2 separate regions of the Mus musculus genome follow, and region 2 is linked to region 1. The links are chromatin contacts, called in public HiChIP or PLAC-seq maps. All regions are on one chromosome and are shown on one strand. Each heading gives the region's core, a stretch centred on a gene start, on an enhancer-like site or on the middle of the called end of the contact. The rest is flanking DNA. Distances are from core to core; before and after follow the strand shown.

Region 1 (5,055 bases), core at 624-3,123:
GAGCTGGGGATAAGACAGGGATTGGATTTGGAAGGGAGGAGGGAGTGGTGAGGGACTTCAGTTAGCTTACCTGTTTCCCTGTTCTGCTTAGCTGTTGTGTTCCTAGTGAATGTCTGCTGGTGTTAGAGGCTAGGATAATGGAATGAGTTGTAGGGAGAAGATCTGTGATTTTGGGGACTGGGGTCAGATAGGAAAGGGAGACTACAGTGAGTTTCTTGCTACAGAGTTGGGATGAAACTCCATATAGAAAAAAAAAATAAAAATGTCATAGAGACAGTTGGCAAATATTCCAACATGATAGACATTTCAAAAGACATTGACAAAAATACGAGATAGTTAAAGTTTGAGTCACTTTGCAAAAAAAAAAATCAAACTTTGACTATTAAAATTATCACTAATCTTGGGATAGAGAGATGTCTCAGCAGGTAAAGAGCTTGCCTCTAAGTCCTGATGCTTGATCCCTAAAACCAGCATGGTCCACATGCTGGGACCCACAAGGCTCCTACAAGTTGTCCTTTTACTTCCACACGTGCCTCATAGCATATGCATGCGCACGCCTAATACATAAATGTAATAAAAGCTTTATAAAAAAATCACTCATTTTATATTCTAGTCTTCAAAGTAGTGAGAGACTGAGGATTGTTCTAAGTTGCTGTCATGTAAATTGTCACAAGGCACTACTTGTTGTCCGACAATCCCAATTATAATTACTATGTTGTTAAATAAAAGACAAGCACACTTATTTTCATAATTTTTAGTTTAATTTCTAATGTTGTTGATCAAGCCTCTTATTTACTATGAAATTCTGATTATCATTTAAAATGCAGTTAGTTATGATGGGCATTTCCTGCTACTGTCTTTTCTTGGAGTGCTGGAGTCATGGCATGTGGTACCCCCAATATTTAAAGATCTGTTTAAAGTGTAGAAGTAGCAAGGAGGAGGAAAAGTAAGCAAGGAAGGCTCCCTGGAGGAGACCATGACATAGTGCTATGTGGGGCTTCAGTGACAGGTAAGCTGAGATGGCTGGAGGCAAAGGCATTGCCTCTCAAGGAAGCCAGTGAGATAGCCTGGACTTTAGGGATTCAGATCTCTGGGTTCACTCCTATTTTCTGTGTGACCAAAGAAGAATTACTTCTCTGACACTTTGATTTCTTATTTGAAAATTTATATATAGGAAAAATATATAGTATAGTATATATCTAAGTTATGGTGGGCTAATAAATACATCTTTGTCTGCTTGCTTCCTAAAGGACTCAGTGAGAGACACCAATAGCATAGACAAAGACTTTTGTTTATGGTGGTCAGCTTTAGTTAGTTTTGCAGGTTTGAAATTAAGTGCCCCTTGTACTGGGGAGTTGTCAGTAAGAACCTAGACACATTAACCAGCTGTTAAAGAAGGGATGCTGCTAAAGCTTGAAATCAGTTCCTCCCTGGTTAATGTTCTCTTGCTGTTGCATGTTGGAGCGAATGGTGATGGGGGAATCCACGGACAATACTAGCTGGAAAGCGTTGCCATGGAGAACTGTGGGAAGCAAAGGCCACACCTGGTTATACCGTAGGAACAGCAACAGGAAATAGTGGTAGTTTTCTAATCTTTTAATTCAGAGGATGGAATGTTTGAAACAACCAGCAGTTAGTTTACTCTGAATGACATACTCTGCATGTCTCAGGCAGTGCTCATTGTAAGGTGCCGGTGGTTAGTGCCACCATTTTCCAGATTGAGGTCACGGAGGCTAAGTAATTTGGCCAAGGCTCCAGAGCTCACAAGGGAGCTGGTATCAAAATCCAGGTCTCCTTCTCATTAGTTCTGGTTAGTCTGTTTTCCTCCCGATTAGTCATCCTTAGCAGCATACTTGTGTCACAGTGACCCAGCAGTTATTGTTCCTCTAATTGCCCCATGGATTGCCTTTTACTTAAACAGTCATCCTCAATAGAGTGTCCTTGTTTCTTTACAAGGCTAAGTTAATTGAGGATGAGGGATTATGTTGGCAGGAGAACAAGGACAGATGGAGTCAGAAGAAAAACGTTAGTCAATGAAGTCACTACTTATTCATCCAATAATCAAATATTTACTTAGCTATGCTTTCTATTAAGTAATGTTTAGAATAAAATAATGACAACTGAGAAGGCTCCATCATTTATTATAAGATACAAAACATCAAGTGACAGCTGGGTTTGGTGGCACATATTTTTACATTACAGCAGTCAGGCAGAGGTGAGAAGATCTCCTTAAGAGTTCAAGGCCAGCCAAAGCCATATACTGAGACCTCATCTTAAACCAAAACCAAAATACTCCTGAAACACCAGACCCCACAAAACTCCACAGTCCCTCAAACAAAAAGTCGTGTGATTCTACGCATGATAGGTATTTTATAATTGTCAGCTTTACATAACTTAAAATAATCTTGAAATAGATTCTCAGCGGGTAATTGCCTAGATAGGTTGGCCTATGGGCATGCCAGTGAGGCATGAACTTGGAAGACACTATGGGAAGAGAGTAGGCATGCCCAAGATACTTGAGGGGGAACTCTCATGGCTTAGTGCAGCCCTCACAAGCAATCATATTAATCTTTAGCAATCAGTAATGAGGCATCTCAGATCATTTCCCATCATCACAATAGAATGAATGAAATGGGTAAATTTTGTTTATGGTTCTGGAGGCTGGAGGGCTCAAGGATACAGTGACAGCTTCTAGTGAGAGGTTTGTTCTATGTCATTACATGGTAGAAAGTTCAAAGGGCACAAATAAATGCACAAAAAACGTGATGAGATCAGAGGCAGCCTTGCTTTATGACAACCTGCCCTACTGAGAGTGATCCAGTGTTGAGAGCAGCACCAATCTGTTTAAAGAGGGTGTCCCAGACACCTTCCTCCATTGGTAAACTGGAGACCAACTCATGAGTTCTGGGGCATGTACCACAGTAATCGGTAAGGGGGAAATCTTCTCGGTAGCTTACCTTGTACCAATTCAAGAAAATGTGAAGATTTGTAGATAAGTAAAAGAGAGACAAGCAGGACAGGTGCCCCCCAAGCTATTAAGTAATGTGAGAGGGAGGTAGGCTCGGGGGACTTAGGAACAATTCGAGTTTTTAATGGTTTCAGAGTCCTGTCCCACTGTGTCAGGATGGCATTTCTGGCTCCATCCCATCTTCCAGGGCCCACTAGGCGGTATTGGTAAGGGGTACATGGTCCAAAGAAAACTTCCCAAGCCAATCTTGGATCCTTAATGAACAAAAGTGGAATGCTGGGCTTCGCGCCTATGCACTGAGTGAGCTCGTCCATGTAGGTAATGAAGTCCAGTTTGTCTTGGCTGGTATCTTTAATCACACCCCTACGGGCAAAAATGGCAAATAATAGTCATTAGCCACCCACCCCCTGTTCTGCATCTCCCAAGTTATAAGATCAACTCCCTACCGTACTTCTTTGTTACTGCTGTATTAGGATCAAACTTCATTTGGGAATGCTTTTCTAAGTTGGAAAGAAATAGCAAGGGGGGCTTATTTAGCAAGTGTAGCTGCGAGGGCAAGTTCTTTGTTATAGGAGGTAGGAAGGGAAGCATTTAGGACGTGGCTTTTGGTGTTTGAGCATGACACGAGGCTAAAGCCTGGTCTGTCCAAATAAGATGTTGATGAAAGACTAGATCAGAAAGCATTTCATACGTGGACAGGGTAATGAATAATCCTAGCTACCTGGGAGGCTGAGGCAGGAGTATTACTTGAATAATCAATTATACAATGGTATTTAAAGCCACAGGCCAGGATGAGGTCATCTATGAGTGAGATCTAATTTTGGGGTTCAACAATAAGGAGGAAGAGGCCATAAGGCAAATATAGACAAAGCCCAGCCTGTGAGGTGGGAAGTAATTACGTTCAGAATGGAATTCATGGGACCATGTGAAGGCAAGGCAGGAAGACAGGGACAGATGTTCCGAGTCACAGGGGGATGAGTAGAATTTACTAAGGATCCCCTATAGCGGGGGTACTTCTTACCTTTTAATGAGCTGCTCCGTTTTAGTGGCTTCGGCCATCAGTTTCTGAGATGGAGGTATGCTACAGAGTCCTGTGAGGAAGATCAGAAGCAACAGTAAAGATGTTAGCTTTTCTTTTTCTTAAGTTCTGCATCCTCTCATTTCTGGCCTCCCTCTCCTCCAACCTTGGAACTTAGTAACCGCAGTACACAGGAAACTTCCAGTTAACCAGGGAACTTCATCACCAGATTCTCAGATGGGTGCCAGATGGCTCAATCCTCAGCCCCTCACCACACACACCAGACATCACATCTGCTCCAACAATTGCTGTAGTTCCTCCACATCTACAGTTATGTTCCCCCTTTCCCTCTCAACACAATCTATATTATATTGTGTAATGACACTTGTGTGTGTGTGTGTGTGTGTGTGTGGTTTAGAGGCACTTGTTTAAATGGAAACGCTCTGAGAGACCATTTTTGGACACATCTTCTGTTTTGTTATTTCGAGGTCTCCTGTGGGTCAGTCTCAGCCTCGGAGGAGTTCTGTCTGTGTATATTGTGAGGACCACCTCTGTCGGAACTCAGTCCAGGAAAGGAGTTGAGAGAGGAGAAAACCGAGTACTTTCGAGAACACTCCAAGAAAACAAGTCTTGGGACCTCAGTTCCTTCAAAGCATGTCATTGTTCTTGGGATGGGTTTTCGTGCTCCTCCCAGGTGTATCAGATGGGAGGGAGGGAGTTTACTTCCGGTTACCCATTATTGTTTGCTGTTGGTATTCAGTTAAATGTTTAAACTATCCTTTCTATAACTCTGTAGAAAAATACGTTTTTGGCCATGTGGAGCTTGTCCTTGTGATTGTATACAGCTTGAGCTCATGAGCTCATGAGAGCTTTACTCTTTCAATTTTTTTTTTTTTTTTTTTTTTTTTTTTTTTTTTTGGTTTTCCAAGACAGCGTTTCACTGTATAGCCCTGGCTGTCCTGGAACTCAGTTTGTAGACTAGGCTGGCCTCCAACTCAAAAATCCACCTGCCTCTGCGTCCCGAGTGCTAGGATTAAAGGCGTGCGCCACCACGCCCGGCTCATTCAAC
Region 2 (4,872 bases), core at 826-3,325, 550 kb after region 1:
GATGTGGCCATGGGGCACATGCCTCTCCTTACCCAGTGCTATTCTCTCTCCACTGGCCTTTTTGGGGTCCTAGTGAAGTCTCTCAAACCTTATGATATCAACATCAATTTTTATACTTCAGAATAGAATTTTTCCTAAATATATCAAAGTTTGTACAAAAAAATGAAGAGGTTTTGTGTCTTTTTTTTTTTTAAAGAAAAACCTATAAAAGGAGATTCTGAAAAATATCCTTGTATACAGCACAAGCCTTTAATCCCTGCACTTGGGAAATGGAAGCAGGGGGATCTCTGTGAGTTCATGGCCAGCCCGAGGTACACAGTGAGACCATGTTTCAAAAATACAAAGAAAAAAAATAAAAAGGAAAATATATTTGCAGCTCCTTCCTTCATCTGATTTTCATGTTGCACTCTTCTATGTTGTGCTGACATATGGTTTATTATTGTTATTATTATCATTATCATCATCATCATTTAGCTGTTTGATAGAGAAACAGTAGTTTGAGTGAGATCAGAGAAAATGTCTCAGTTGTTGTCCAGGACACAGACATTAGGAGGTTTTTTTTGACACTTCACCTCTAAAGATATTTAATGTCTAATCTATACTACTCAGAAGTATGCTAGAATATGAGCTATCATTTCATCACATAGACATGTAGTCAACACAAGGATACTGGGGCAAAGCTCTCTGGAGAGTCTGAGACATAAATTACCATTATACCTGGGTCATTATAGCAACCTGGCAAAGAGTAGATTGTGTAGCCATTTAGAGGCTGAACCAACTCCCACCACATGCCCGAGCAACTCATCCTCTCCGTTATATTCCTCACAGTTACAAGACTAATGATAATTGGGACATATCTTCCAAAAAGGTTTTATCTAATGTAATACTACCCAAGTTTCTTTTCTTGGTAATAGCACAGACTAAGCATACCTCTGCATAAGAGCCATGCTTTGTCTGGGCACCGAGCCCAGTTTCTGCCATGCACACTAGAATTTACAACTGGCAGTGGTTTCCGTCCATCTGTCTGTCTGTCTGTCTGCCTGCCTGCCTGCCTGTCTATCTATTGATCTATCTACACACATACACACATATGCATATATGTACATATTCATATCTATATACAGATATATATAGAGAGAGATCCTGTCTTGTACATTGCATTGTCACATGACCTATGTCAAGTCATTCCCTTCTGCTCCACTATAATATAATGTTATAATTACAATGATTTCCCTCTCAGAAATGTGATGAGAAGCTATTCATAACAAAGATTGTCAAAACTGCAAACATCATGAGAAGTAGATATTAAATGTATAAAAATGTTCTAAGTTGAATATTCATTTCCTCTTTGGCTCCAGGAATCCTTAAAATTTATATGTAAAGACAAGAGTAGAAAGAATGCCTGATTAGACCCTTCTGTTAATGCTATTCATGAATTAAACATGTATTTGGTCTCAGATATGACCTTGATCTTCAGATAAATACATTTTGCACAGGGGAACACTATCTTTTCACTGTTTTTTCACCAGGCACATGTCTTTCTCCTTTCCCAATAAAGCTGAGGTCACTTGCTTGATTTTAAATTGGGAATGCATGCTTGCTCCGTGCCAGACGCATGACATGTCCTAGTAGCCGTCTGGACTTGGATCTGGGATCATATTCCCTTCACCCCAAGTCTGTGTTCCAAATGCTTGAGTGCAGGAGGGCAAAATGCTTGAAGAGGTGAGCCCGGGCCAGGCTGGCATCCACTCTGTAGGATTCAGTGAGAGAGTCATACTTCAAAGTGGTACAAGGGAGTGATTGACAGTCCACTAGGATTGCTCATGGTAGGTGGAAGGACAACAGGAGAGAAATAAATTGGACCTTCCCCCTCCCCCACCCCAAGTCTCTGTTTCTCTTCCATCTGTAGACTCTTTAAACCATCTTCATATTTGGATGTGGACATTGAAGTATTGCTGACCAATGCCAGAGTTGCAGGAATATCCTGCTGTGCTTTTGATCTTCCCATATGACTGAGTTTCCTGAATCATCATGTTACTCTCCGTGTGTGTGTGCACACATGCACACGTGAATCTTCTGGCACATCTCCCAGAAGAGCTAGCTCTGGGACAAAGGGCCCATTGGTGCTTTCAGAATGTAATATTGATCACTTTGGCTTTGCTTGGCTCAGAGCCAGACACTTCGTCTTTCAGTGCACAAGATGGCTGCCAAATCCCTTGGTTTGTCTCATTGTGACAGCCTTCCACACTGTTTCCTGAAGAGTAGGGTAATTCTTTAGGAATCTTGTTTAAAATTGGAACTCCCTATTTTACCAACTCCGGGCAGGAATTTGCTTCTTTAACCCTTACCGGCTGTGGTACATTCTCTTGTCGTTTACACAGTGCAGGGAAATCAATGTTGGAGAATAATTCATGGAGTTGTCTCCCTTCCTTCTGAACACTATCTGTCTAGCATCAACCTTAGTTATAGTCTTAATTTATACTTCAAACTTCATGTTAACTCAAAGGGTAAATATATAAGAATAAGAAGAAATCTCCAAAGCATATTTTTCATGCATCTTATTATCAAAATGAAAGTATTCAGAAGGAACCTTGATGCCAAAGCTAGATTTTTGAATTTTTTTTTAAATAAACCAGAGTACACTAGCATAGGGCAAAACCACTATGATTATCTTCAGGTAGATATCAAGAACAGGGTTATAAACTTCAGACCTGTTACAAGTATCTAGACTTCAAGGGGAAGTGGTTCGCCAGAACTGCCATTTCTCTTTTCCCCCCTAAATACTATGTCTAGGGCCTGGCCTGAGCAGAATGTGAGATAGAGGATTCTTTCATTTTTCTACTGGGGCTCCTCTCTGTGTGTAAGAGTTATCACCTGCTGCACACCAAAGACACGGCTGCTTTTCTTCTCAGAGGAAAGTATTCAAGTAGTCTCAAAACGCTTGAGTGTGCATTTATATCACATGCAAATTGTTCATCTTGCAGACAGTAGGTTTTTGTTGAGGTTTTTAAAGGAGGGCCTAGGTCTAAGCACATATAGTGACTTGGAGATGCTGTCATCTAAGATAAGGGGTGGTGGAAGAAAACTTGCAATACATCCATGATAGGTACTTCAATAGTGAGACCGGGTCCCTTGATATATTAAGGTTTATCTTGTTAAGGGACGAATCAACTGCTTTCATTATCTTTTATTTTATTTTGCTTCTGACAGATGTCCAGAGCAGATCTTCAATGCAGGACTAAGAAGAAACTTAACCTGAGGCCCAAGCACTCCTGATGTAAGGGAGGAGCACTTGCTTTGGAATCAGAGAGTCCTGGTGAGGCTGCTCTGTTACTACTGCCAGGGAAGGTACTGAAACCCTTCCAGCCCTGTTGCTAAGTTACATAATAAAGAAACTACTAGTTAGGGAAGGTGGGAACACGACAAAACTATACTAAATGAGAAATATTTTAAATAAAAGAGAAATGGTTACTTAAGTTTTATTAGGCTGAGCACAGTGTGTGATAGCGGACTCTCGTAAGGTAAAGTCCGTCTAGTGTGCCCTTACGTGAGAGTAGTCTAAGGCAGACCCCGTCGAGTGCCTTTAAAAGGACAACTTATGCAACCCAGAACTTAGCTGTAATATTTTTAAAAAGTTATATTCCATGGTTATGATATCACTAGTGTCAGGTTAAACTTAAGATGACAGAAGAGCTGAGAGTTCTCTGGGTGGAAGCAGAGCATGGTGACAGTCCTGGGCAAAAGGGTCATGTTTGACATTCTATGGGCATGCTTGTTAGAGCCTTGAATTTTCAGATAAAAACGGCTGATTGAATCTTTCTCACTCCCCCTGAGTGGCATACTTCAAGTCCTTTTTTGAAATCATGTACCTTATAAACAAATGTGTAGGGTTACTATATTCATATGTGACTATCCTTCAGAAGAAACCCATTAATATTTATAATAGTTCATAATAATTTGTCTTGGAACCCATCTTTCAAATTAAACATTTAAACTAATATAATTTTTAATTATGGAGTAAAATAGTTTTAGTTCAATAATAGGTCCATGACTCAATAAAATAAGGAGTTATTGTTATTTTCAGAATAATAACATTAGCAGGCTTGAAAACCCAGACATTAATATTTTGACCCAGGAAATTATTCTCTCTTCTACTCTTGAGGAAACACAGCATTTGCCACAATTGTTATGCAGTGTACCCTGGCACTGTCTGCTTAAATCCCACACATCTTGATGCCATCTTTGAAAACTAGAAGCAGGTTGTAATTAAGAACCCTGCTCAGACAACAGTAGGGTGAAGGATACATCAGAGTCCAATTAGCCACTAAGTAGGTTTGCAATTCAAAACCTGATTTGGGTCCTTGTTGCTCTGACTTTGAAATCATATTTTAGTTCTCATTGTAGGCAATTATTTCTTCAGTATTGTACTATTCAGACTGCATTTGCAAAGAACGGGACAATGAATTCATTGCTTCCCCTTCTCTGCAGACTCTCTTAGAGAAGCACTGAAAATAAGGGGGACATGAAAAAAAGTATTGTTTTTAATTCATCTTAGGGTAATGCTTTGCATTAATGAAATATTCACATCTACAGACTTGAGACAAAGCTTTCTGCTTTTGCATTAAGCAAGAGCCATAGTCTGGGCAGTTATTTGCCACAGAAAAATTGCACAGCTGGGATTTTGAAAGCATTCTAGTCTCCGAGAAAGCAAACAAACACACATTTTCCTTCCACTGAAATCAGTTTTAAGAGTTTATATTTTGAAGACACCATGCTTTGTCCTTCATACTTTTCTTAATATTGAAAATAGATTTTTCTCAGATAATATATGGCAGTTATGGGTCTCCTCCCTCTGCTCTTCCCAGCTTCCTC

What was found. HiChIP or PLAC-seq counts read pairs in DNA pulled down with a chosen protein or histone mark.
Region 2: a contact with region 1 is called in a FOXA1 HiChIP or PLAC-seq map of pancreatic cancer cells. The contact joins two enhancer-like sites.

Annotation. Positions count from the first base shown.
Region 1 is chr1:162,791,063-162,796,117 of GRCm38.p6, forward strand. It overlaps Fmo4 (flavin containing monooxygenase 4), which reads right to left. Exons shown (of 9, transcript NM_144878.1): 8 at 3,990-4,059; 9 at 2,821-3,331. The coding sequence ends at 2,896. Among named protein-coding and RNA genes, the nearest start is that of Fmo4, 19 kb to the right of the region's middle. Within about 2 kb of position 1,874, at least 26 of the 459 cell types and tissues checked have an H3K27ac peak or open chromatin away from gene starts, as enhancers often do. A contact at or near this core is called in pancreatic cancer cells, where this site is marked.
Region 2 is chr1:163,336,981-163,341,852 of GRCm38.p6, forward strand. No RefSeq gene overlaps it. Among named protein-coding and RNA genes, the nearest start is that of Prrx1, 26 kb to the left of the region's middle. Within about 2 kb of position 2,076, at least 22 of the 459 cell types and tissues checked have an H3K27ac peak or open chromatin away from gene starts, as enhancers often do. A contact at or near this core is called in pancreatic cancer cells, where this site is marked.